6 separate regions of the Mus musculus genome follow, and regions 1, 2, 3, 5 and 6 are each linked to region 4. A link is a contact called in public Hi-C and HiChIP or PLAC-seq data. All regions are on one chromosome and are shown on one strand. Each heading gives the region's core, a stretch centred on a gene start, on an enhancer-like site or on the middle of the called end of the contact. The rest is flanking DNA. Distances are from core to core; before and after follow the strand shown.

Region 1 (4,146 bases), core at 958-3,457, 390 kb after region 4:
ACTGGAGCGGTGAAACTACGGACAGAACGTAGAGCCCCAGTGCTGTTTGGCTACTTGCTTATTTGGTCCCTTGGAAAGTGAGCAGGGTCTTGCTATATTTGTCTCCCAAATGCACTGCATAGCTAGAATATCTGCTAGCACTCTGAAAATATAAAATGACTGTAAAGATATTTACAAACTTATGGGTGGGCTGGACAGTGAGGACACGCATGACGGTCAGGCTACCAAGCATGACAACCTGAGTCCCAAAATACACATGGTGATGTAACCTCTACATGCACTCCATGGCATGTGCACACACACACACACACACACACACACTACATGTTACAAAAAGATACTTAGAAAGTCCAAGGAAACAGGATACTTCAGCTATAGAAAATGATACCCCTGATTAATTAGGACTCAGAACGTTTGTCATTTCTTACCTATCTTCCCTTTTTTTTTTTTTCAACCTTTTTCCATCTGTCCCCTCTGACTGCCTGATTTATCCCCCACTTCTTCCTTTTCCCATCTTTGGTCCTCATCCTCAAGAGGTCGAAGTAGAACAAGGAGGGCCAGGATACAGAAGGAAAGCATGCAGCTTGTTCTACTGACCCAGGAGACCCAAGGGAAGGAATTTGTATGGGTGCAGAACCCAGGAGAAGCTCACACACAAGTTGCTGGTACAAACTAATTAGCAAGTCAACAAAACACAGGACCCCACTCTTGCCTCAGAATATTCTGAACCACTTCCAGGGCATGGGACAACAGTTCCTAACCCCCTGCTTAACATGGCGAGTACAAACTCACAGAAGGTCTCCAAGCAGAGTAATTCTTTGAACTTAAAAACACTTTTTTCAAGGCCAAAAATATATCAATTCCCATAGCACAGCCCAATGTGTAAATAAAAATCTCCGATTAGTCATTAGTAGGACATACATACATACATACATTCATACAAGAGACAGCAGCATTGGCCTTGAAATGACATTTCTTCATGAGGAAAAGAAATAGATTTATCCCAACATCATAACCAAATCAACCTTCATAGGTGTTCTACACCAAAAGGTTTCATAGGAGCTAGGAAATGGCTTAGGGGGTAAAGCCCTTGCCACAGAAGTATAAGGACCAGAGTTCAAATCCCCAGTGCCCATGTAAAGGCTCAGTGGATGTAACAGCCCACTTGTAGTCCCAGCACTCTGTGGAGGCAGGTGATTCCTGGAGCAGGCTGATTGGCTAGACAGTGGTAGCGACGTTCCTGCCTCAAGATGGAAGAAGAAAGCAATGGAGGGTGATACCGAACACCCACCTCTGGCCTCCACATGCACACACACAGACAAGCACAGATACATACATACATATGAGAGAAGGACGAAGACTTCCTAGAGACCAAGAACATGGAGCTTTTTGGTGTTCCTCAATCAAAGTGTGAGTGGTATCCATTTCCTCCATGCATGCAGTTCCTGGAATAAAAATATTCTCCCTCACGGGCACAATAGCCCAGGCTACAGCCTCCCCTCCTGGAGTGTGAGCCTCGCTGGGTCTCGCCTTCTGCTGTGTTTGAAAGAACCTTTCCCAGGGCCATGTGTTCTTTTGGGGATCATTTCCATATTTGGGGGAGCAAAGAAAAGGAGCCAGGGTGGGTGGCCCTAACCAACAGTGATCAGAGACATCCAGGACTCAGGGAGACGGAGAAACCCTGGTCTTGGGAAGAGTCAGCACAGTGGCAGAGGAGAGGCTTCAGAGGAAAGTGGAGTTAATCAGCCTTTTTATGCACACACACATGCTGGCTTCACACATTCAAAAAATAGACCCAGGCTAAGCATAGGGCCTGTTTTAGCCCTATGTAAAAACTGGATAGATGGCGACTCTCTCTTTTTTTGTAGCAGGAGCCCTGCCTCTAGCATCCGAGCCAGTCTTAGCTAGCTGAGCCTTAGGAGTAGGGAAGCAACTTGAAAAGGGCTCTGAAAAAATACAAACGACTCTCACTTTCACCAGGAATACTGAGTATCCAGGATTCTATACATTTATCAATTAATTAGGTTGTACGTAAAAAAAAAAAATGCTCTCTTTGTAATAGTTGCCACGGAGATATCGTGTAAAAAAAGGTCCTAGTGTGTATTTGTGGGACAAACGGTTTGCTGAGTGACCAAAGTCAGGAGCAATGACTGCTTACCAAATGCAAGCTGCTGGGCTTGGCCTGAGACTGCAATAGTACAGCAAGCCTGGCCCGGGGCCAAGAGCATGCCTGCCAGGGAGACAGGAAGTCACTGAGAGCTCCCACAGACCCATGGCTGAGAGAGTTCCCCAAACAAAAGGCAGCCACTGACTTCCACAACCGGCCTGCCATGAGACCATATGGTCAGCAGTATTGTCTCGCCACAACACAGAGGCCTGTCTTCAGGGGCCTGTGCCTGTAGCTGTCGACCCCGTATCTGTCTTAGGATTACTTCACTATTTTACGACTTTTCTGGGAATTCACTTCCGTGTAACCTAGCTTGGTACACGGCGAGAAAAATGGTATCCTCCCCACCCCCCCACCCCCCCATCTCCGATTTAGCCTGATGAGTCACCTTTGTCTTCACGGCAAAAGAGTAATGAACACCAAACCTACTTGCTATTTATTCACAGGGCACGGAGGAAGGGAGTGGAAGGGACCGTGTGGACAGAAGGGAAAACTGGACACTTAAAGTTTCTTGCTCTGATCCCTGTTGACGCTGGGTTTAATTTATAGGGAGACCCAAACCTTTTGGCTCATCCCTTTCTTCTCTGGGAGTACCCACTTCAAAGAATTCTCTAGTCACTGTGTGGAGACCCTGCTGCTGAGAGCCGCCAAAGGCGAAGACAGATTGGTTCGCCTATAAACACCTGACAGTCATTTTCTTCCTCAGCAGAACTCGTCAAAAAGCCCCTCCCAATAAGGCATGCTCTCCCAGAATATTCCAGCTAGATCCTCTCTGTCTCTTCCCCCAAGATCATGACGATCCCCACTGTGGATAAGGGCTTGATTTGGTTCACCAAGGAAAAAACCATAGAAAAACTAAAGACAGTGGAATGCCCAACCATCTAGTCTTTGCCTTTAGGAGTCTCGTGCTCTCTCCCTTCTCCCCTCCCTCCCTCTTTCTCTTCCTCCCTCTCTTATTTCTCACTCTGTCTGTCTCTGTCTCTTAGATTTTATTTTATGTGTGAGTGCCTTGCCTGAATGTATGTATATGCACTAAGTATATGCAGTGCCCGAGGCCGGAAGACAGCATCAGACTCCCTAAAACTGGAGTTACATACAGATTGTGAGCCATCATGTCAGTCCTGGGATTTAAACCAGGGTCCTCTGAAGAAACAGCTCTTAAGTTCTCAGCCTTCTCATGTGTTGTTTTGTCATATTTTCTTTTAGAAACAGGGTCTCATATATCCCAGGAGGGACAGGAACTCAACAGATAGCCAGTGATAATCCTGGTCTTCCGCCTGTACCTCCTAAGCGCCAACCAGAGATGTATGTCAATATGGCGGGTTTCATACAGTGCTCAGAACCGGACCAGCGCTTCCTGCATGCTAAGCAGGCGCTCTGCCACCTGAGCTATATTCCCAGCCCAATCTCTTACTTATTCCACACTTTCTTATTAGTCCAGAAAGTAGAAAATTAAATACAACAGTGGGGTAACCCACACCACTGAGGCTCTTTCTTTATAGAGATTAAGACCATTTGCCCCACACTGAGAGGGACAGGAAAGTCAAGTGAACATTGACCCATTCATACCCCTGAGGTTCACCACCCCAACTATAGGAGCTGCCACTGGGAAAGGGAAACTAATTTTTAAGGTCAGGTTAAATAGTTTCCTCAAAAATAATTCAGAATTATGAGAAGTTAAAGGACGCAGTGCACAGCCATAAGGGTTTGCCAGTTCTCCTCCTGCACCAAGCACCTTGAGTTCCTCCACTGGAAAGTCCCATTTTAAAAATTAAAAAGGCCATTTTGTTAAACTATGGAAAATGTCTGTTTGGAAGAAGAAAATCACAGAAGTCATTGCTTCATTTTGTCACCTGTGTGACCCACCGGGCTGTGACTCTTGACATGGGAGAGTCTCTTGTGGGGACCATTTTCCCCATGTGGAGTAACTGCAGCCTTGTCTTAGGCAATCCTCTAGCTGCTTCCTCTTGCGGCCTCAT
Region 2 (4,200 bases), core at 137-2,636, 260 kb after region 4:
GTGTCTGTCTATATGTATGTGTGTCTGTATGTCTCTGTGTATATGTTTGTGTGTCTGTATATCTGTGTGTGTATGTGTCTATGTGTCTGTGTGTGTATGTATGTTTTGTATGTCTGTGTGTATGTCTGTCTGTGTATGTTTGTATGTCTGTGTGTATGTATGTATGCATGTGTCTGTATGTCTGTGTGTATGTTGTATGTCTATGTGTATATGTGTCTCTGTGTATGTATGTGTATGTATATGTTTGTATGTGTGTGTCTGAGTGTGTGAGAGAGAGAGAGATGAAAATGGTAACAAAGACATAAGCCCCTCCTTCCCCGTGGCTCTATTCTGCAGCTCCAGATGTCTTTCTACCTACTGAGTTAAGAATTAGCAAACAGAACAGAATGGTTTTAGGTTCTTTAAGAGTTTAGAATGTCTTGTGAAGTAAAACAAATGATTACGGGGACCAAAGAGCCTGTCCAAAGTCCTACATGAAAAAGGAAGGTGGTGAGTGGAGGTGCTCCCTGCGGAGGCCAGAGGCTCCTCACAGTGGAGAGTCCCTTGCTGTTTCCTGCTTAATTTCAAAGATAACCAGGTGGGGGGAGGCCTGTTAAAGTTACACACACACACACACACACACACACACACACACACACACACACGGGGAGGGAGAAGGAGGAGGAAGAAGAAGAGGAAGAGAAAGAGAAAAGAGAAGAGACACACACAGACACACACAGGAAAACAGGTTAATACCCCCAGGATTCCCAATCATACTTGACAGACAAGAGATTGAGGATTTGACAAACAATGTGCATAAAATCTTCCTTAACCTAGAAAACACTCAGAGGAGAGGGGAAAAAAATCAACTCAGGAGAACCGAGGTTTTAAAAGTAAACTGTAAGAAAGGAGGAATGAAATCATGCTTAGCAGACACACCAGGCTGCAGGAGCTAGAGCCAGCACTGAGACAGCTCCTGTGGCCTCGCTCTGTTTACAGAAAAACCACTACCCTACAGCTGAGGGAAGGGTGTCAGGAGAAGGGGGTTGCTCTTTTCAATAACAACAGATTGGAAAAATACTTCAGTGTAGTCAGACAACAAAGGAAACATCTTCTCTAACTGGAGAGATGCAGCATGAGTACATTTCACCCACCCTTCTGCCTCCCAAAGGAGGTTAGAAAGAGAAAGCAGAAAAACCCCCAGCCTGGAGCTGAACCTGGATACTGAGCAGCAGAAACATCTGTAGGGAGGTGGGCTCCTATTGAGTAGGACTGAAGAAGATGAGGGCCCTGCATGGGAGTCGGGCTGAAGTAAAACGCAGTTCAAGTTTACTCGCTTTCAAGCTCTGCAAACAGGAGGGAGCATGGGCCCTGTCACTCCCCCGTACAGTCTGAATCATCAGTCAGCTCCCAGTAATGACAAGACATAGCCCTGTGGCATAACTCAACCTCAAGATTGCTGTGGGAGACAGCGGCCAGTTTGAAAGCACCAGGTGAGTAAACACATCACATGCCCCTGATCTTCAGTTTTAGGCTGTGGACACCCATCATTTGCTCAAAGGTTACGGCAGAATGTCTGTGCGAAGGTTTTCTAGGTCGAAGTGGACTTTCTGGAATAAGCTGACTCTTTTTATTACAACAAACGAGATGCTGAAAAGTATTCTTCTACCTTGGCACTAGTTCTAAGGTGCCATGAGCAGAGGGGACAGATCCCTCTCCTGGCTGCATGAGTAAACAAGAAGTCACCTAGGGACATTTCAAGATACGTGGTCAGGCAGTAAAAGGACTGTTGGGATGCTATCTCATTCAACTGGGGCACTTCTGTTAGCCTTGAAAAGGTCAAACAATGGTGAACCTAGTGTCGACCAATGCAAATCAGAGTCCCATCTTCTGCCAAATTAAAATAACAAAACAGAAAATAATAATACCACAGGACTTTAGTAGTCACTCCCATGGACCTACCCTTAGCCGGGCACTATGCTGAGAGACCTGTATTTATCAACATACCTAATCTTCCCAAGAGACCCATATGCCAGGGAATATCAACTTAGTTACCACTGAGAAATTGAACCCTTGATGAAAGTGGTAAAATGGGTGCTTCGATCCCCCAACTCCTGGCACAGAAGCTCATGTGTTGAAGGCTCCATTGGTAGTAGGACATTTGTTTTTGTTTTTTAAAAAAGAGTTAAGTCATTGGAGGAATATCCTTGGAGGTCCCTGGAACCCTGGGTCTCTGGGACCCTGGCCCTTCCTAGGGTCTCTCTTTCACTTTCTAGTGACCACAAGGTAAGATATTTTCTTTTTAACATATTTTCTCCAACCTGGAATACTGCTTTGTCATAGGCCCAAAGACAGTGGGGCCTGATCATGGACTGAATCCTTAGTAACTGTGGATTCAAACCATTTCTTCTTTAATTGGCAATGACCCCAGGTGTTTTGTCACAGTGAGGGGAAACTGATGCAACTGGGAGAGAGGCAAGTGACAGCTTCGAAATGATCGATGTGAGGTCACAGATACTGTGAGACAGAGCGTGGTCCCACACAGGGTTGGGGCACACACAGAAAACATAGAAGGACCCTTGTCTGCATTTTGCTGAAGCATCCTTGCTCATAAGTTGCCGTAGGCACCAATTTGCACACAGAGAAAAGTAAGACACCGAAGAACAAGGGCTAAGAAGAGGACATAGGATTAAGAGTTTGAAGAGCTGGCTGCAGCTGAAATCCTGCCATCATCAACTTGAAGAAAATAATCTGTACTCATTAAAAAGCAGAAAAACCTAAGTGGAAATAGAACAGGCGGGTCCTTCTTAGAAATCCTGATCATTACGGCCGTTGCTTCCTGGTACTCATCTAATGCCAGTTCCTAGTAGCTGAAATAATAAGGGGTTTGAAACGCACAGCAAAGCGAGGATAGGAACTGTTAGCTTATATAATTATTTCAGGGAAGGCCATGTAAGCTATCTAGAAGGAGAAAATGACCACTGTTCTGGAACTGCGTCTTTGGACTTCTCGGCCATCTTGCACATGTACGTACATGTGCGTTTACATGTATGCACGTGCACATGGAAAAGCCAAAAAACAACACATTGTCCCTCAGTGGTAACCCATCCTGTGACCCTGGATGGACCCTTCTGTCTCTGCCTCCCAGGCACTGGGGTTACAGACCTGTGCCACCACACCTGGCTTTTTACAAGGGTGGAGAGCTCCCTGCAGTGCTTGGATGGCAAGCGTAGAACCAAGGGAACTATCACCGGGGCTTCTTCTGTATTAAATGAGCTGTTTGGAACTGAATGGGGTATATGATCCAGCACTATTTTAAAGCCATCAAATCAGGCAGCCTGGGAACGACCCGCTGGCTGTGTACTTTCATGGCAGCTAACTGAGAGTCAGGGTAGCAAGGTGGTAGTCTCATGGCGCCCCAGCCCTGACCTTCTGACTCCTGCCCCAATATCCAGGAGAAGCCATGGTCTTTCATCCCCCACCCTGAAACCACTGCCCTGGTTTAAAGCCACCTGACTTTTTAAAGACAGGCCCCCAAGGTCACCTTAATCCAGTAACTCACAGTCATTTATTCGGCCTTACTGTCAGGGAGAATTTTTCATCAGTAAGAAATGGCATTGTTAGGTGGTGTTAAGTCAATTTATACTGCAGAGAAAAGAGATTCCAAGTGTCTAGGGTTAATATTTGTGATATTTACCCAGGGCGGTCTCAGAGTTAGAATATTTTTTAAATGTCTTTGCAGGCTGTTTACAGGTGGACGCCCTCTCCCACAAGACGGACCAAACGTTTTCTGACAGAGCTGTTTTTTTTTTTCCTTTCTTCAAATAAAGTATGTTTATCGGGAACACATTTTACCCCATACCAACAGCACTGAGCAAGGAGTGAAGCAAAACTAAGAGCTGGTGAGAAAAGACAATACAGACGACAGATCTTAGTCTTTTGTTTCTCACAAGTTCAAAGTCGGCCTTCATATTGATTTTCAGATGTGAGTATACACAGTTCATCTTCTGGATAATCCCCATGTGCCTTTCTCCCATAAACAAATACAATTTATGAGATGGGAAAAAAAAGAGAGATATGAAGCTCTATCGATAAACAACCTTCCTTCCCCCCACCCCTGCCACAATCATTAACCTAGCACTCCATTGCACTCCCGTGATAAAGCAGACATTCCTGTCAGGCCTATTCTGTTAGCCGCCACAAGATGTAAATCTTCCGGCA
Region 3 (3,834 bases), core at 340-2,839, 470 kb after region 4:
GCAGCCCTGGGTCTCACCTGTGCATTAAACAAGCAAAGCCAAGAGCAATAGGGCTTAGAACCGTAGACGAGTCTGGGGCTGCTCCTAGGCCAGCACAACAAACAGAGGCTTATATTTGTGGGGTGATTTACTACCTCTCATTAGTGTTTTTTATACTTCACCGAGCTTAGATAAGCAAATTATATAAACACTTTATATATAAGCAAACCATGTCAGATGTCAGGACTCAAAATATGTATTTAATTAAAGGAATACATCTCTTAATACCAAAGCCCTAAATACATATTAAATAATACCCTCATCAGAAGGTAAATGAGATACGCTACCCAACAGAAACTAAGTGACCCACATATACAGTAATATGTCCGTTAATGAGGCAGATGCATGCCAAGAACACGCTTCAGTGTCAGAAACGTCATTACTCAATGAAGCAATAATGTGAACACCGTGAGGGAGAGCATCCAAGGGGGACAGAGAAGAAGTGGGCACAGTGTAAAATTATTAGACATTAACCCAAAGAACAGCGAGGGACACAAGAGCGGCAGGACTGAGAGGGAGTGGACAGGAAGCTGGCCTGGGATCAGGAAAGTATGGAAAAACTACTGGAAGGAGATAACTGCTGGACAGGCTGGACAAGTGTAGCCAGCTTACAGCCTGATTGGGTCACGCCCAGAACCCCAGAAGAAGCCTCCTTTGAGAAAAAAACATTGGGCAGGCTTGGCACATCTCTGAAAATACACAGTCTAGAGAGGAGAGACAGCCACACACACACACACACACACACACACACACACACACACACTCCCTAAATGCAACAACCATGACCAGATCGGGATCAGAGTCATTCCTATGTGACTTCAGCCCATTCCATATTGAACCAAACACTTGAAGGTCGTTTAATAACAGGAGGTGCCCTGTGTTGTTCCATTAGTATTAACCTGGTTTATGGTCTATACAGACCAAAACTCAGAACACAAAGCACAGCTCATCAAAGAATCAATGTCCTCATGAAACTGACGTTGGATGGAGCTTCCTGTCTCTGCCTGCCTGCCTCCCCTCACCCACTCTGTGTGTGTACAGAGATGTATATGTTGAAGCTGCAGGTTGACATTGGGACCTTCCTCTTTTGCCTCGTTACTATAGCATCATCTGGATATAGTCTCATGTTAACCTGGAGCCTGTCAATCAGGCTGGACTGGCCGGCCAGCCATCTCTAGGGATCCATCCGTTCCTTTGGAGCTGGGATCATGGGTGTGCTCTGCCATCCTAGCTTTTCTCGGGGGCACTAGGAAGCCTAAGCTGTTCCTAGTCTCGTAAACTAAACACTTTACAAACTGATCCACCTCCAGCCCCAGAGTCCTTTATTTCCTTACCGAGGCAAGAGGCTGGCAAACGGGTTGACACTGGGCAAACAGAAGGGACAGCAGCAAACCAAGAACTGCGAGACTCAGAGACTGGGGAACCCCTAGATTTTGCTGATTTCCTATTTATGCGATCAACCGAGCAGGACAAACACACTCTATTCACGGAGGTATTTTAGGCCCATGCAGCTGCGTGGATTAGCAGGAGCTCCGCTGCCCAGTCTTATGACTCATGCCAACATTGCTATATATGATTTATAGAGACTTAAAGGGAGAGAAAACAGCCAGTTCTGTGGTGCTGGAGCTTCATTCTCAGATGACCTGCTTCCTGCTGGAATAGAAGCATCCTCAGCTGGGCAACAGACAGACAACCACGGGCAGAGAGTCTGTGGCCTCCAGCTGCCATTGAAGGTTTATTGGCAGGAAACCTGTATGGACACTGATAGAGATGGATGTCACTTAAACCGGATGTCACTTCAAACATGGGTCTTGGACCGGGAAGATGGTTCAGTGGGTAAAGGCACTTGCCACCAAGCCTGATACTCTGAATTGGATCCCTGGAACCCGCATGACAGAGGAGAGAGAGAATGTCTATGAATACTCCTTTCTCCAATCTCTCTCTCTCTCTCTCTCTCTCTCTCTCACACACACACACACACACACACACACACACACACACACACACACACACTATTTTTTAATGGGTCTTGGATTGGGGAAATGGCTTGCTGATTAAAACACATCCAAAGCAAACATGAGGTCCAAAGCTCAGAATTCCAGACCATTAAAGCTGGTGGCCATGGGGGTCCAGCTATAATTCCAGCCCCAAGGAAGAGACAGGCTGGCTAGTGGGACCAACCATACCAATACCTTCATCTTAAGTTAAACTGTGAGAGGCTCAAGACATAGCTACACACACAAGAACACATGTAAGAGACGAGAACATGTCAAGTTGAAAGATTTCCAAAAGAAATCAGGGTGACAAATTTTAAAACAGGGAAAGTCTATGTCAACTAGGTTCTGTTTGAAGTTGGAAAATGTGTCAACATTTTTTTATATAATGCACCCCCCCGCCCCCTGCTTAGCAAACCTGTTAAGGACCCTGTCTTTTGGTGATTTCTGCTGTGGTTAGTTTTGAAGCAGGCTTTGGTGTTGTTTTTGTGTGACCCAACTTCTGCCCCCACTGACATAGGCACAAAGAATGTGTGCAATTGGCTGCAGATAGTTTTTCTACTATCTGCCCCTGGACGCTTTGCAGATGGGCACTTGAACTGCATCAAAGTGTCTCGCTGCTCTGTGCATCTGCCGAACTTCAAAGCCTCAGCACTGGGTGTTGTAATGAGGCATATCATATCATTCTAAAGGGCCGATTATACTCTATTGTGTGGATATTTATGGAGATGCCCCCGTATCTTTCTTAACATACTATGTAGCCTCATTGGGGTCTTTCTGTTTCTGTTAATTGTCTAGGGCCAGCAAGATGGCTCAATAAGTAAAAGTGCTTTGCCACCAAGCCTGCTAGCCTGACAACTTCAGTTGATTTCTGAGACCGACATGGTGGAAGGAAGGAAAGAATGAAAGAACGATTCTCCCACAAATTATCTAATTGGCCCCTAACCATATCTCTCTCTCTCTCTCTCTCTCTCTCTCTCTCTCTCTCTCCCATCCCTTCTTACACACACTCAAGAAAATATGAAAAATATTTTAAAAGAACTGTCTAGGGAAATTATCTAAGGAAACAGGTTGGAATCACTAGCCTGAGACTGGTCCAGTTGACTTTTCCTTCAGGGTTACTATGCAACATTGTTTTGCTAACCATTCTAGAAGGTTCTAACAGCCAAGTAGTTGGGGCACTTCCCCGAGGAGTGGGAAGAAGCTGGTGAGTTTCCCAGAAGTTGCAATCTTAGAAAAAGAGTCACTTTTATAAACATGATATGTAGAGGGTTCTAAGTGGAGAGGAATCCGGAGACACCGGAGCAAACAGTCATCTGAGTTGAACTTTCTGATGATGGAGACTTTCTATAATTCCACATGGTAGCCCCCAACCACCAACCACAGGAGGCTCGTGTGCAACTTCAATGTGGCTGGTCTGACTGAGGAAATGAGGTCTTGATTTCTTTGCATTCTACTTCAATTATCACAAGTGGCCAGTGGTTATTGTATAGAGTAGAATAATTCTCAAAGTTAACTGCCCTGCTCAAGTGTGTGTGTGTGTGTGTGTGTGTGTGTGTGTGTGTGTGTGTATGTGAGAGAGAGAGAGAGAGAGAGAGAGAGAGAGACTGTGTGGTGTGTGAGTGCATATGTGAATGAGTGTGTGTGTGTGTGTGTGTGTGTGAGAGAGAGAGAGAGAGAGAGAGAGAGAGAGAGAGAGACTGTATGGTGTGTGAGTGCATATGTGAATGAGTGTGTGTGTGTGTGTGTGTGTGTTTAGAAAGTCAAGGACCTATATTGAAGGAAAGAAAAGAAAAAGGAA
Region 4 (3,864 bases), core at 32-2,531:
GGCACCATTTTCTTTAGCTTGTTTTTGAAAAGAGCTGTTCTTTCTGGCCCTGTTTCTCTCCATGCACTTTGAGATTTTATTGCCCCATGTGACCTCTCTGCATAGCGGAGGAATGTAGCCAGGAGCGAAGGGCTGTGTTCATAGCCTTCTCTTCCCTGGGAAAAATAAGAGTGGCAATCGAGGTGACGATGTTCATACACCCAGCCACATTTTGTCCCTGTGGACACAGTCAAGCCATTACCTCTGGGGTTTTCATTCCCCAAATGGTCCTGTCCCCAAAGTTAAGGTTCTCAATGCTGACTACATGACCCAAAATGGCTGCAGTGTTGCCTGTCAAACACAGCATCTTTAGGGGCTCCCCAGCAAGTGCACAGGTGTGTGCCAAAGTGTGAAAGCCCACCATGACTGGCTTTACAAACGAAGCTGGTGCGGGCAGCTGTTTATGTCGCAGGGCTCTTTTAACCTCGAATCTAAGAGGGCTTAATGAGAAATAGTCTGTCAAACTCTAGGATTCCAAGTCCCTGCTCGTGTTTCTGTGGAGGACACACACTGGGTTGTGCAATTAGAGAAAGCCAGAGTGAGCTTTCGTCATGCGACATGTAATGCCTTGGAGCCAAATGATGCAGTATTTTTAGTTTTAATTACTGGTTTGTTCTCCACTCCCAGCCCAGCGACCTCCCCTTGCTTTCCACCCAGAATCTTAATACATTCTCCTCTCCTTGAATCCAATTTGCCACGCAGATCTTCCAGGCTCTCCAAACACTCTCACTTTTCAGTAAAATAAGGGAAGGGAGCGAGCGAGCGAGAGAGAGAGAGAGAGAGAGAGAGAGAGATCAAAACCAAAGAACCTGTCTTGCACATTCACCTTCCGCTCCAGGGACGAGAGCTTAACAATTTTCCAACGGCTAGAGCAAGGTAGGCGGGTGTAAACAACACTCTAGCCTCCCCCAAAGAGGCAGTTTCCGACTTCAAAAATCAGAGGCGATAAAAATATCTTCCGAGAACAGCCAGCTGTTTATTTATAAACCCACTTGTGGGGAAACTGGCTTTCTCTGAAGGGATTTTTTTTTTTACCCCCAGGAACATGCAGCATGTGGGTGATAGGGGCCAGAGATGCGGCGGGTATGAAAGATCATTGGTTCCTGGGAGGGACAGGATACGACATCCTATGTACTTGGATCCAGCAGACCCTGAGCTTCATCCTTTTCTAGGTGGCCCCGAAGGGACCCTCTTGAGCAGCTGTCGTTCTGCCGGTAGCCCAGCAGAGGGTGGTGTGAGCCCGGGACCGCACTCCAGGCCTCGCGCTGAGTTCCCCCCACCCTCCGTCCCCCCACCAACGCAGATGGCTTAATCAGGGCTGGGTCCCCCGCCCCGCCCGGGCCGCCGCTGCGGACGTGGAGCCAGGCAGTCAAGTGTTCCTGCGTACAGCAGGTAGCCTGGCAACTGCGAGCATAATACGGAGCAGATGGTGTTCGCACGGCGTGATGGACATCACACACGACAGCCTGAGACAATCCAGGAATTCCCTGGTGGCTCGAGGCCCTCTTTGCACAAAATGAGTTCTCTCACCATGGCGGTGCATCTTAAGGGGTGGAGGTCTCTCCCTTCCCCACTCTCTGACACCAAACTGGTTTCTTATTACCGACTTTTCTCCAGCCAGAGGGAAGAGGGACTTGGCAGGGTGGGGTGAGGGGTGCGGGTGGGGGGGGCAGGAAGAGGATATGGAAGAAAACCGAAGGATGGGGAGCAGGAGGAGATGAAGGGGGGCAGTGGCAGCCAGATCCAGGGGGGCACCTCGCTGTTGGAGGGAGCCAGAGAGGCACAAAGCCTGTGCAGGGAGAAGGGACCTCCGCTCACTCTACAACCGCGTGGCCTACCAGTCGCCCAAATGAAATTTAGGGTTTTCGTTAAAAAGTCCCCTGAGGCGTAATTTAGCCTCTTCAACTCCAGCCTATCTGCTTACAAGTCCTCAGGGGGCTCGGGCAAAGCGCGCAGGAGTGGGGCCGGGAGCTCCAGGCTAACCAGAGAGCGCCTCACTGCTTGGAGATCCTAACAAAGACCAGGAGCTCAGGAGCAGGGTGGGTGCCCTGGGGCCCCTGAGAAACTCAGTCTGACGCTCTGGGGGTGGGCATATTGCCCAGTGCCACTACTGCGCGTGTTCCTGAAGCCTGGAGACCACAGAGGAAAGGGCATGTATATAGATAGGGCTGTTGTGGGTAAGAAAGAGTTGGAGTAAATCAATAAGCAAACAGAAAGGCTACCTAGAAAACAAATCTCTCTCTCTCTCTCTCTCTCTCTCTCTCTCTCTCTCTCTCTCACACACACACACACACACACACACACACACACAAAACTGGGTCAAGTAATAGGGAAAAAAAATCCAAGCAGTCTCAGGCCAAATGAATTTTTGACTAAATTGTAAGTATCAAAAGACTTCATATACAGTAGAAGGCTAGAGGCTGTCTACAAAGGCAAGTTTTACATTTGAGCAGCAGGCAGGGTGAATCCATCACCAAAGGACCCCTGCTGTGACTCCCAGAGGCACGGGGCAGGCCATCTTGTCTCCATCCAGAGTCCCTTGAAAATCCTGTTTAAAAAGTGGTCAGTGACAATGGACACTTTGGAAGATGAAAAAGGCTAAGAAGATGTGAAAACTGCCTCCTCATTCCATAAGAGCAATCTGTGTACAGCCATGGCCATGAGTCCATCCAGCGGCTTCGAGCCTGGTCCAGGCTCACCTTACATTAGCATTCTCTGGGAGCATGGCAGAAATTCAGATTCCCCAACTCCACCAGGCCTACGGAATCAGACCAAGTTCTCCAGGTGATGGGAGATCCTGTAGGAGTTTGAGAATTACTGGAGCGAGTAATCCTGGCTGATTGCAGCCTGGCCCTGATTTGATTGCAAACTTGCATTTTCAAAATCAAGCCTGGTGCAGGCTTGCTCTGGCTCGAGTGTGAAATCTGCGGCATTGAGAATCAAACTCCCCCCTCCCTGCTCAGGGCTGTTAGGCTGGCTCAGTGATATTTGTCACGAAGACTAAGAATTCTCAAGAGAACTTGGGGCTATAACTCTTTCTAGAAGGATGGTATTCCACTTGCAACTGATCTCTAGAAGCTGAAAGGTAGCCAAGACCAAGGGATGAGGCTTGGGGGAGGGGAGTGGGAGTTGGGGGTTCCTTGCTAAGGGAGAGCATCAAGTATGCCCCGAATTTCCCTAGGGTAGCATGATAGAACGCTATGGATTGACAAATATCCCCTCTGGCTGGAAAGGGTTCTTTAAATAAAGAGGAGACCACAGGGCCACACTAGAAGATAACAGACTCATATGAGGAACTAGGCATAGGCAAAAACTCTGCTAGGTGCCTTTACCTATGTAATCAAACTCATTTCGTTGATTAGAAAGCGCAAGTCTCTGAGAGGCTAGGGAACTTGTCTGATTGTCCCACAGCTGGCGCAGCATCTTTGGGATTTGAACTTTTTCTATCAAAACAGACATCTGGTCTCAATTGAGCAGACCGCCCAGGAACACGCCGGAATAAAGAGCAAGTGATAGGAAGCGGGGAAAGAAGGAACACAGAATAAAAGGGTAGAAACTGTTAGAATCGAAAAGAAATCAAAGAATGAAACTAAATGTGAACAACAACAAAAACCAACTTTTTCTGAGACTCGAAATCAAGGTGTCTCTGTGCTATCAACTTTGACTTTTTTTTTTTTAAAGGGCAGGAGACTAGGCCATCCAACTGTAAGAGGAAGATGAAAGAAAGTAAATTAAAATCTGAGTTCCCTCTGAAGTCTGCCAAGTGTCAGGGCAGAAGCATGGCCTGTGGATGGTGGCAATCCTGTACAAACGTCCTTTTTCAAC
Region 5 (3,804 bases), core at 440-2,939, 370 kb after region 4:
AGGGGGGAAAGATGCCGTAGTACAATTAACTGAGTATGCCAATGAATGCACAGAGTGAATGTCTCCACCAACAGAACCCTGCATCTGTGAAATGAATGTGAAAGACCATCTCCAGTATAGCTCGAGGGAGGAATGGTCTCCTCAGCTGACACTGGCATTCATGTTCAGACTCAAGAACAAGTGTGGAAGTTCACTTCTTTGGGACTCTAAACATGTGCAAAATACTCCTTGACTGAAACTAAAAACAGGTGCAAAATGTAAATATATCCAATTTTTGAACTGAGATATTTCTGGAAAAGGTAAATATATATGTATATATATATGTGTGTGTGTGACAATTCATTATTAGATGGATAGTAAAATAACTATTTTGCAAAATTAAAATTCACATATATGTATGTGCCTTTAAAGGCACATATGTGTGTGTGTGTGTGTGTGTGTGTGTGTGTATATATATATATATATATATATATATATATACACACATAAATATGCTTTTAAAAACGTGTGCATGAAATGGGGAGGGCTTGTGCACATGAGGACCCTCCAAAGCTGGAGAACAGCATCAGACGTTTGGTAACATCCACCTGTGTGCTGGGAAGCAGTTAGTGCTCCAACTGCAGAGCCATCCCTCCAGCCCCAAACTGATTTCTTAACAAAGCAAATATCATCCTTTTGAACTTTGCATTTGAACCTAACAAATTTTCCCGCAAAATATGCAAATGAGACACACATTCACGTGTCTATTTTAATCCAGAAAATGGGTACTGATTCACCTTACTTTGAAAGAAAAGTGATGGAGAAACATGTGCCAACTCTGAACTCTAACCATCCAACCTGCAACACTCTGGTTTGCTGACAGCATTTCTTGTTATTTTATTCTTTCCTTGAGATTCAGAAAAGCTGATTCCACAGAAACAAACAAGATGGGACTACAAAATGGCTAAGCAAGTAAAGGCGGTTGCCGCCAAGCGGGAGGAGCTGAGTTTGATTCCCAGGACAACCTACATGGTACAAGGATAAAACCAACTTGTCTTCTGACCTCTGTAGTGAGTGCCCCCTAAAATAAATAAGTGTAATTTAAAACCGAAAATAAAAACACCGTCCTGAAGAGGTTAAACACAAGACTGAAAATCTCTTTCTCTTTGCTGATACTTTCACACAATACAAAAGGCTGTATTCGGGCGGCTGGGCGTGGTGGCATTTGGGAGGCAGAAGCAAGTAGATCTCTGTGAGTTCAGGGACAGCTAGAAATACGCAGTAAGATCCTGTCTCAGGGACCAGGGACGAAAAAAAGAAAGAGAGAGAGAGAGAGAGAGAGAGAGAGAGAGAGAGAGAGAGAGAGAGAGAGAGAGAGAGAAAGCAAGCTAGAGCTGTACTACAATGGCTACATATTCTGAACAACCAGCCAAATTAATCAAGCTATGCTGCATAAACGAGATCTGAAGTGTCGCTCGGGCGCTCTCCTGGGAAAGACACCCACACAGAGAACATTTCTCTTGCTTGTTCTCTTGCGCTCCTGACGGACAGGAGAAATCAAGAGGACGTATGTTCTACAAAACCAAATGATCAACCTGAATCGACTGCCTGGGTTCAATCCCTTCCCGATGCCGCGGGAAAGTGCCGCTCTAAGCCCAGGCGCTAGCCCCACTGCTTCCCTCCCGCCATCCTGGGCAGCTGTGGGCTCTTGCAGACAAAACCATTAGAGCTGGCTGACACCCCACGGGGCAGGAAATGAATCACCGCTTTACTCAACCGAAACTGCGGCAGGTTTTAAGGAAGCTAAGCACAGTTGGCCAAATTGAATCAGTAGCAGTTAGCTGGTAAAGAAGTGTCGAGGGACTGTGACCAATGACAAAGGATTAGCATTTTGGATCTGCTTTTCCACTCTCGGAGCAGATTTTTAGCAAGCACAGGTGCCTTTCGTGTAAGGTTCCCTGTGGCTGCACAGACCACCAACAGGTCCCTGCGAGGACATGCTAGACACCCGAGGTAGGTGAGGCTCCTTGACACATCCAGAGGTCCAGGCTCTGGCTGCCTTTGGTTTTCACTGGAATATGTCTTTTTAAAAAGGGTCAGTTTCTTCCTCAAATTTAGAAGTTCTACAGTTTGTTCTCAAAAATTGGGGCTCTGTCTCATGTGAACTGAGGTAGGTCTTAGATCTTAATACAAGAAAAATGGGAGTTAGGGGCAAAGCCATTATCTTCGATTTTCTTTACTACAACCTGAAAGCAAACATTTGTGAGGCTAATGACAATGATCCAAACACTGAATTTTCTTAAACCCAGGCTATTGTCTTCCTTCAGACGATGCTTCTCTGACTTGTCTGCTGACCACACAGAAACCTAATTTTTAAGCCGAAAGCTAGTTTCAAATGTAGCTTTATGTTTTATGCGCATTTTTAATACAGACCTTTAAAAGTCTAATTTGCAGAATATTTCCCTAAGAAAACAATCAGGTGTTTCCTAGGTAACAAAGCAAGGCATTCCCAATTAGAAAGAAGTCTTTTCCACAGTTCTGTTTAGAAATCAAAATACATCTAAGTTGACAGATGACAGAAATTGGTCAAATCAAATTTTTCCCCTCCAAGTCCCACAAAGGTACACGTTAAAAGTTTCTAAATTACAGCCAGATCTCCAAAGAGTTACAATCGTCTCAGGTTAGCACAGGAGTAGAACAGGTTTTGTAAGCACACCACACAACATCTGAGGTCATTAGTTCATATTTGAGAAGAAAGCTACTTGGCTCAGCTGGTAAAGGCACTTGCCACCAAGACTGACTGCTTTGAGTTTGATGCCCAGGAGCTGAACAGTAGAGGGAATTGACTCCTGAAGGCTGTCCTCTGCCTTCCAAATGCACACTGTGGGATACACACACACACACACACACACACACACACACACACACAAGCTAAATAAATGTTATTAAGAGAGAGAGAGAGAAGCAGAGAGAGAGAGAAAGATAGAATTTTTAGTCCACAAAACTGACATAGTGCATAGGTAATTCTTGGGAAACCTGTGTGTGACATTTCTAGGGTTTCTCACAGGCCACTGCACATAGTAATTTATGCAAATACCTCAGAGAAACAAACCTAAAGAAAGCCCACTGGCTCATACCTTCTAATGCCTGCAGTAAACAAGGAGATTCACAACTGCAGGCCTTTCTTCATCCCACAGCTAGACATCTGGCAGAACAGATGCCCCTTCATCAGCCACAACCTCCACATCTAAACATTTAAGAGTTTGGTTTTTTTTCTATTTTTCCTAATGTGTTCGGCCTTCTAAAATATTAGTCATGGGCTGGAGTAGAGGGTAGTGACAAAACATTTGCCTAGTACACAGGAGGTCTTTCCTGAAAATAAGTAACAGCCGTAGCAACAGCAACAACTATCTATGGATAGAATATATGGAACCAGACGTAGGCTTACTAGCTATAGAACCGTGGTCAAGGCCCGAGACCATTCTTGTGCCTCAGTTTCCCCAGCTGAAAACATCCCTACCTCCCTGGTTAGCTCTGAAGATGAAATGAGTCACTGAATGTTTTACTGATTAGTACAGCACATACTATAAATACCACATGAGTGTTAACCAATCCACGGGTGAAGACCGGGCATTAGAACAAAGATTATGGCAGGCGTCCTATTTACGCCAGTATGAAAGAGTGAGTTCCTACCAAGACCACAGTGTGCAACACTGAAGGGTTTCAGAAAGCCCCGGTTCATTCCTATGGTCAAGAGTTATATTACAGTGCTGCACCAGGGGAGACAACCCAACAGTCCCCAGCTCCAAAAGTAACATCTGTGAG
Region 6 (4,266 bases), core at 1,243-3,742, 330 kb after region 4:
GGTAGTATGCTTGGTTTGTCAGCAGGAGGAGCTGACTTCTATCCTTTTATGACTTCTATCCTTTTAATGCCACAACTGAGGGGAGAGAGACAGGCAGGTCTCTGGAGCTCTCTGGCCAGCCAGCCTACCCTGCTGGGGTTGTTCTGGAGCAGTTAGAGACCCCAGCTCAAAAAAAAAAAAAAAAGGTAAATGGTATTTAAGAAATAACACCCAAGTTTGGCCTCTGGCTTACACACACACACACACACACAATGAAAACAAACAAACATGCCTTACAGGCCTCTTTGCAACTGACATTCACAATTTAATTGAAACTGGCCTTTGCTCAAGGATGCCTGAATTAGAACCACGCCAACCATGAGAAAGGACACCATCAGGACAGCCGCTTTCAGGTGAGCCACTAAGCGGGGATAGATGCCCAGCAAGGGTGACTTCTGTCTCATTTATATCAAACTCATACTTGCCCAAGACCTGCACTCACCCATACGATCCCCGACTCTGGAGTGACCAGCAGTGAGCTGCATGGATTTCCTCCCTGCTGATAACCTCTTGGGGGCACCCAGCCTTGCTGCTCGCATGGTTTCAACCTGATCTGAAGTACTTATGACAACTGCTATATGCTTCCCACATCAGGCCAGCGTTTCCCACTCGCCCAAGTCCCCTCTGCTGGAGTCATCTTGGTCTGTTGGGCCCTGGTCACCATCAGGAGGTTTCTCCAGCAGCTGTCTTGAAAAGGTTGGTGGGTTGGGCACAGGTGTACGCAGGCCCCACCCTCCTTCCTGTCACTCCACCTGTGCAAACAGCAAACCTGCCTGAATTCGTTCCATCCAGCTTGACTCCACTGGCTCATTCCTGCAGACATTTCTGCTGCTCTCAGAAGCCCTGCAGAGGCAAGCACTTCCCCAGCGTCCTAACTTTTCAACTTGACCTAGACATAGAACCTCCTATCCGCTATATCCAGTTACTCGTGTTAATTCACATGCTAAAAAGCAGGAGGTCAGCAGGGCAGGTCAGTTAGATCAGTTAGGGGATCTATGCTGAGTAAGAGGCCAACCCAGGCAGGAAAGGAGGGAGAGGGACAATTAGACAAGATCTCCCATCCCTAACAGAGACACTGTCTCCAACCGAGGGCCACTTGCAAAGGAAAAATGAGCTTTCACAAATGGACTCTCATTGGCTATGCAAAACAGTCTTAGGGGAGGCTCCATTCACGTTCAGCCGTAGATGCACCAACATGAAATGACTCGACGGTATTTTGGGTGATTTTTTTTTTGTCTCATATTGCTTTGTTTGGGCATTTTTTTAAAAACCTTACTAATCTTTTGCTTATATATTATGGTTTCCTATTTTGAGTTTGTATGGTGTGTATGTGTGTGTGTATGTGTGTGTGCACAGGTACATGCATGCATGTACATGCATGTTTGCAGAATGTGTTTCTCATGCTGTTTTGTTTTATTTTGCTTTTTAATTTGCCCATTTGTTTGTTTGGTTGTTTTTTTTAAAGATTTATTTTTTTATGTATATGAGTACACTGTAGCTGTACAGATGGTTGTGAGCCATTATGTGGTTACTAGGAATTGAACTCAGGACCTCTGCTCGCTCCTGCCCCGCTCACTCCGGCCCAAAGATTTATTTATTATTATATGTAAGTACACTGTAGCTGACTTCAGACACACCAGAAGAGGGCGTCAGATCTCATTACGGGTGGTTCTGAGCCACCATGTGGTTGCTGGGATTTGAACTCAGGACCTTTGGAAGAGCAGTCAGTGTGCTCTTACCCACTGAGCCATCTCACCAGCCGGCCAGTTTGTTTTCTAAAGAGAGAGAGAAAGAAGGTGTGGAACTGGAAGGGTGGGGAGGTGGGGAGAATCTAGGAGAAGAAGTGAGACGGGAAACAGAACTGTGAACGGAATATATTACATGAAGAAATATTTATTTTCAATTAATATTTAAAAAAGCAGAAGACCAAGACATCTACTTCCTTCTAATGTCAAGAGATCCAAAGTGGCATGCGAGAACAAACACAGGCTTACACGTTAACCTAGGACAAAACAAACAGACAGACAGACATTCATCTCTCGAGATCCAAAGCCTCACAGGACTCATGCTTTCAAAAGCAACAGCAACTTAATCTAAATCTCTCACGAAATGCATCGAGAGAGACTTTCTCTTCCCAGATCCAGGAAAGAGATAATCTTTCCATTTCTAATTTTATGGGACCACGATGAAGAAGAAGCAACGCGTGCGTGCATCTGCTTTCTGTTCTCAGTGACCAGCTGGACAGATGGTCCAGAATATCATTAGTTAAGAAAGCTCCCATTCATTACCACAGAGTCCTCGGGCAGGCTGGGGTGGGGTGCAAGAATGTCCCAGAAGGTGTTATTTGAAGAATGTGTTCGTGTCGAAGACATGAGTCCATGTGGTGGATGTGGGGGAGGAAGAACAGACAGCCTGTTGTGATCAAACAGCAGCCGCGAGTTCCTCAACACTGGCACGTCCACCAGACACTTCCGGCTCCTGTTCTACCCACTCGGTCGACAAAAAACCAGGGGGAGGTCCCAGTAGCTGTCATGATCCCTCCATTCGAGACACAATTCCTCCCAAACAGAACTCTCTCCCAGGACACGATTCCTCCCAAACAGAACTCTCTCCCAGGAGGTCGACCAAAGAGAAACTGCCATTTTGTTGGCTTCTTAGCTCATACAGAATATGAAAAAGGAAACAGAGGGTCTGGTGTATCTGTCTCAAAAGCTATGATTCCAGGCTGAGCTTCCCTTAAGTATAACTCACCACCCCATTTGGCCAGGAGACAGTATATGAAGGGGTGGCCAGTACTAAAGAAGTCCACGAGAGGAGCCAAATCTGTCCAACTGTCCTGCTTTCTGTATCAGATCATACCCCCGTTCCCAGCTCAACTCCTCGTTCATAGCCACCAGAGGGACTCTGATGGATGGATGACTTCTGCGGTCCTATTCATCTTTCTTCCCCCTCGCCTCCCCACACCCTGCACTGAGCACCGACTGGGTACGAGATGTTCTGTCAGACACCCACAGGGTTACAGGGAAGTGAGGACGTGCAGATGCTCGGCTCATGGGTTTACAGAGCGAAGTTTGTGAGTGACAATCAATCAACGCTCACAGCTTCTACACAAATCAGTCTTCAAAACGGCTCCTGCACTGACTTCTTCGCTGTAGCCCTCGGACCTGGAGAGTTGTGCAGAAGAGATCAGGGATGCCTTAAGAATGAATGAGGAGGCAGAATCAATCAAGAGGCAGATAGGGAGCATGGAGCAGGAAATCAGAGAAAGGATGGGCCCAGACCGTGAAGGATGTGGGAAGCACATCCCTGCTCATCCACCCCCCGGCGGTCCCCACCGCTGTCTTCCATCTCTCTGTCAGCAGCTGCTGGGGCTTGGAAGAAATCAAAGGCAGGGTCTCCAACTGCTGCTACAATGGGCCCTGAACAAGTCCCAACTTCACAAGAACTTACAGCAGCCTGCGTGCTGGGCTACCTGCTCTAGACTTCACACCTAGGCTTACACATCTTCCTGAGGCAGGCTTTGCTTTCTGCCATCTGCAGCTTGGCAAGGTGAAGAAGCCACTGGCCCAAGGTCACATTGCTGACTAGTGACAGGACAGGAACATGATCTAGACCACGTCCCTTTCAGGATCAGGTTCTTGGGTATTTTACGGGAAGGGCTCCTTTCTATACCCTGACCAAGCCACACTTGAGACTGTCCTAAATTAACTGTCCCCGGTTATCCGGATATGGGAACCAATCCCAGGTCACTGGGAAAGTAGACATGCCAGCAATGGTAAGTTCAGTGCTCTTGTGGCTCCTGGTAAAGACTCCCTTGCCTCAGTCTCCAGTATGGAGGGCAACCTCAACTATGATGCTGCTTTAGAGAGCAGACTGTGAGAGATTCGATCATGGATGAATGTCCTTCAGGAAGGAGGGCACATAGGATAGAAGCAATTGCTATGTGCATTCATGGTTGTCTCTTTTTTCTTGAGAATTTGGACAGCTAACAATCTTTCTCCTCAACTAAATTTCCCCTGACTCCTGAAAATGAGTCATTTCAACCATAAATGAGGAAGCAGCTGATGTTTCCCAATGACTCCATACTGGAAAAAATTCTGTATTAGTTCCCATGGCCTGCATCCAGGTACTCAAGGCCATAGACAGGTGAAGCAATATATTGATTTTCTTAATTGTTAGAAAAATGTCTTAGGCCAACCTAGAAAACATTCAGAATCACAAAGGTAT

The links. A called contact is a pair of places that touch in the nucleus more often than the background predicts. HiChIP or PLAC-seq counts read pairs in DNA pulled down with a chosen protein or histone mark.
Region 1: a contact with region 4 is called in an H3K4me3 HiChIP or PLAC-seq map of forebrain, with 6 times the contacts expected there. The contact joins two enhancer-like sites. A contact is called at or near these places in 3 of 39 promoter capture datasets (liver and pre-B cells), 2 of 15 datasets of contacts at CTCF or cohesin (large pre-B cells and pro-B cells), 11 of 484 Hi-C or Micro-C datasets (the 3T3-L1 cell line, the 63-12 cell line, the AML12 cell line and 8 more) and 16 of 115 datasets of contacts at active chromatin or transcription factors (bone marrow-derived macrophages, craniofacial prominence, embryonic basal ganglia and 12 more).
Region 2: a contact with region 4 is called in an H3K27ac HiChIP or PLAC-seq map of extraembryonic endoderm stem cells, with 5 times the contacts expected there. The contact joins two enhancer-like sites. A contact is called at or near these places in 5 of 484 Hi-C or Micro-C datasets (Sertoli cells, bone marrow-derived dendritic cells, bone marrow-derived macrophages and 2 more), 19 of 115 datasets of contacts at active chromatin or transcription factors (VIP interneurons, bone marrow-derived macrophages, cardiomyocytes and 16 more) and 1 of 9 other capture datasets (embryonic stem cells).
Region 3: a contact with region 4 is called in an H3K27ac HiChIP or PLAC-seq map of VIP interneurons. The contact joins two enhancer-like sites. A contact is called at or near these places in 1 of 15 datasets of contacts at CTCF or cohesin (CD8 T cells), 17 of 484 Hi-C or Micro-C datasets (B cells, the CH12 cell line, the N1E-115 cell line and 11 more), 19 of 115 datasets of contacts at active chromatin or transcription factors (DN3 thymocytes, VIP interneurons, bone marrow-derived macrophages and 16 more) and 1 of 9 other capture datasets (embryonic stem cells).
Region 5: an H3K4me3 HiChIP or PLAC-seq map of neural tube shows a contact between it and region 4, with 7 times the contacts expected there. The contact joins two enhancer-like sites. A contact is called at or near these places in 3 of 39 promoter capture datasets (liver and pre-B cells), 2 of 15 datasets of contacts at CTCF or cohesin (large pre-B cells and pro-B cells) and 15 of 115 datasets of contacts at active chromatin or transcription factors (a beta-TC-6 cell line, bone marrow-derived macrophages, craniofacial prominence and 12 more).
Region 6: a Hi-C map of cerebral cortex shows a contact between it and region 4, with 2.5 times the contacts expected there. The contact joins two enhancer-like sites. A contact is called at or near these places in 1 of 39 promoter capture datasets (pre-B cells), 3 of 15 datasets of contacts at CTCF or cohesin (the NIH/3T3 cell line, large pre-B cells and pro-B cells), 32 of 484 Hi-C or Micro-C datasets (the AML12 cell line, B cells, the C2C12 cell line and 17 more), 17 of 115 datasets of contacts at active chromatin or transcription factors (the 230-238 cell line, bone marrow-derived macrophages, craniofacial prominence and 13 more) and 1 of 9 other capture datasets (embryonic stem cells).

What each region holds. Positions count from the first base shown.
Region 1 is chr3:52,086,319-52,090,464 of GRCm38.p6, forward strand. All of the region lies in intron 1 of Maml3 (mastermind like transcriptional coactivator 3), which reads right to left. Among named protein-coding and RNA genes, the nearest start is that of Maml3, 17 kb to the right of the region's middle. Within about 2 kb of position 2,208, at least 349 of the 459 cell types and tissues checked have an H3K27ac peak or open chromatin away from gene starts, as enhancers often do. A contact at or near this core is called in bone marrow-derived macrophages, cerebral cortex, cortical neurons and 11 more, where this site is marked.
Region 2 is chr3:51,964,670-51,968,869 of GRCm38.p6, forward strand. The region is part of intron 1 of Maml3 (mastermind like transcriptional coactivator 3); the gene reads right to left. Among named protein-coding and RNA genes, the nearest start is that of Maml3, 140 kb to the right of the region's middle. Within about 2 kb of position 1,387, at least 54 of the 459 cell types and tissues checked have an H3K27ac peak or open chromatin away from gene starts, as enhancers often do. A contact at or near this core is called in extraembryonic endoderm stem cells, pancreatic cancer cells and uterus, where this site is marked.
Region 3 is chr3:52,174,727-52,178,560 of GRCm38.p6, forward strand. All of the region lies in intron 1 of Gm30074 (a long non-coding RNA gene), which reads right to left. Among named protein-coding and RNA genes, the nearest start is that of Gm30074, 3.4 kb to the right of the region's middle. Within about 2 kb of position 1,590, at least 14 of the 459 cell types and tissues checked have an H3K27ac peak or open chromatin away from gene starts, as enhancers often do. A contact at or near this core is called in VIP interneurons, where this site is marked.
Region 4 is chr3:51,700,215-51,704,078 of GRCm38.p6, forward strand. The region is part of intron 2 of Maml3 (mastermind like transcriptional coactivator 3); the gene reads right to left. Among named protein-coding and RNA genes, the nearest start is that of Gm46803, 5.6 kb to the right of the region's middle. Within about 2 kb of position 1,282, at least 210 of the 459 cell types and tissues checked have an H3K27ac peak or open chromatin away from gene starts, as enhancers often do. A contact at or near this core is called in VIP interneurons, bone marrow-derived macrophages, cerebral cortex and 19 more, where this site is marked.
Region 5 is chr3:52,068,327-52,072,130 of GRCm38.p6, forward strand. All of the region lies in intron 1 of Maml3 (mastermind like transcriptional coactivator 3), which reads right to left. Among named protein-coding and RNA genes, the nearest start is that of Maml3, 35 kb to the right of the region's middle. Within about 2 kb of position 1,690, at least 340 of the 459 cell types and tissues checked have an H3K27ac peak or open chromatin away from gene starts, as enhancers often do. A contact at or near this core is called in bone marrow-derived macrophages, craniofacial prominence, embryonic forebrain and 8 more, where this site is marked.
Region 6 is chr3:52,027,384-52,031,649 of GRCm38.p6, forward strand. The region is part of intron 1 of Maml3 (mastermind like transcriptional coactivator 3); the gene reads right to left. Among named protein-coding and RNA genes, the nearest start is that of Maml3, 75 kb to the right of the region's middle. Within about 2 kb of position 2,493, at least 109 of the 459 cell types and tissues checked have an H3K27ac peak or open chromatin away from gene starts, as enhancers often do. A contact at or near this core is called in bone marrow-derived macrophages, cerebral cortex, cochlea and 6 more, where this site is marked.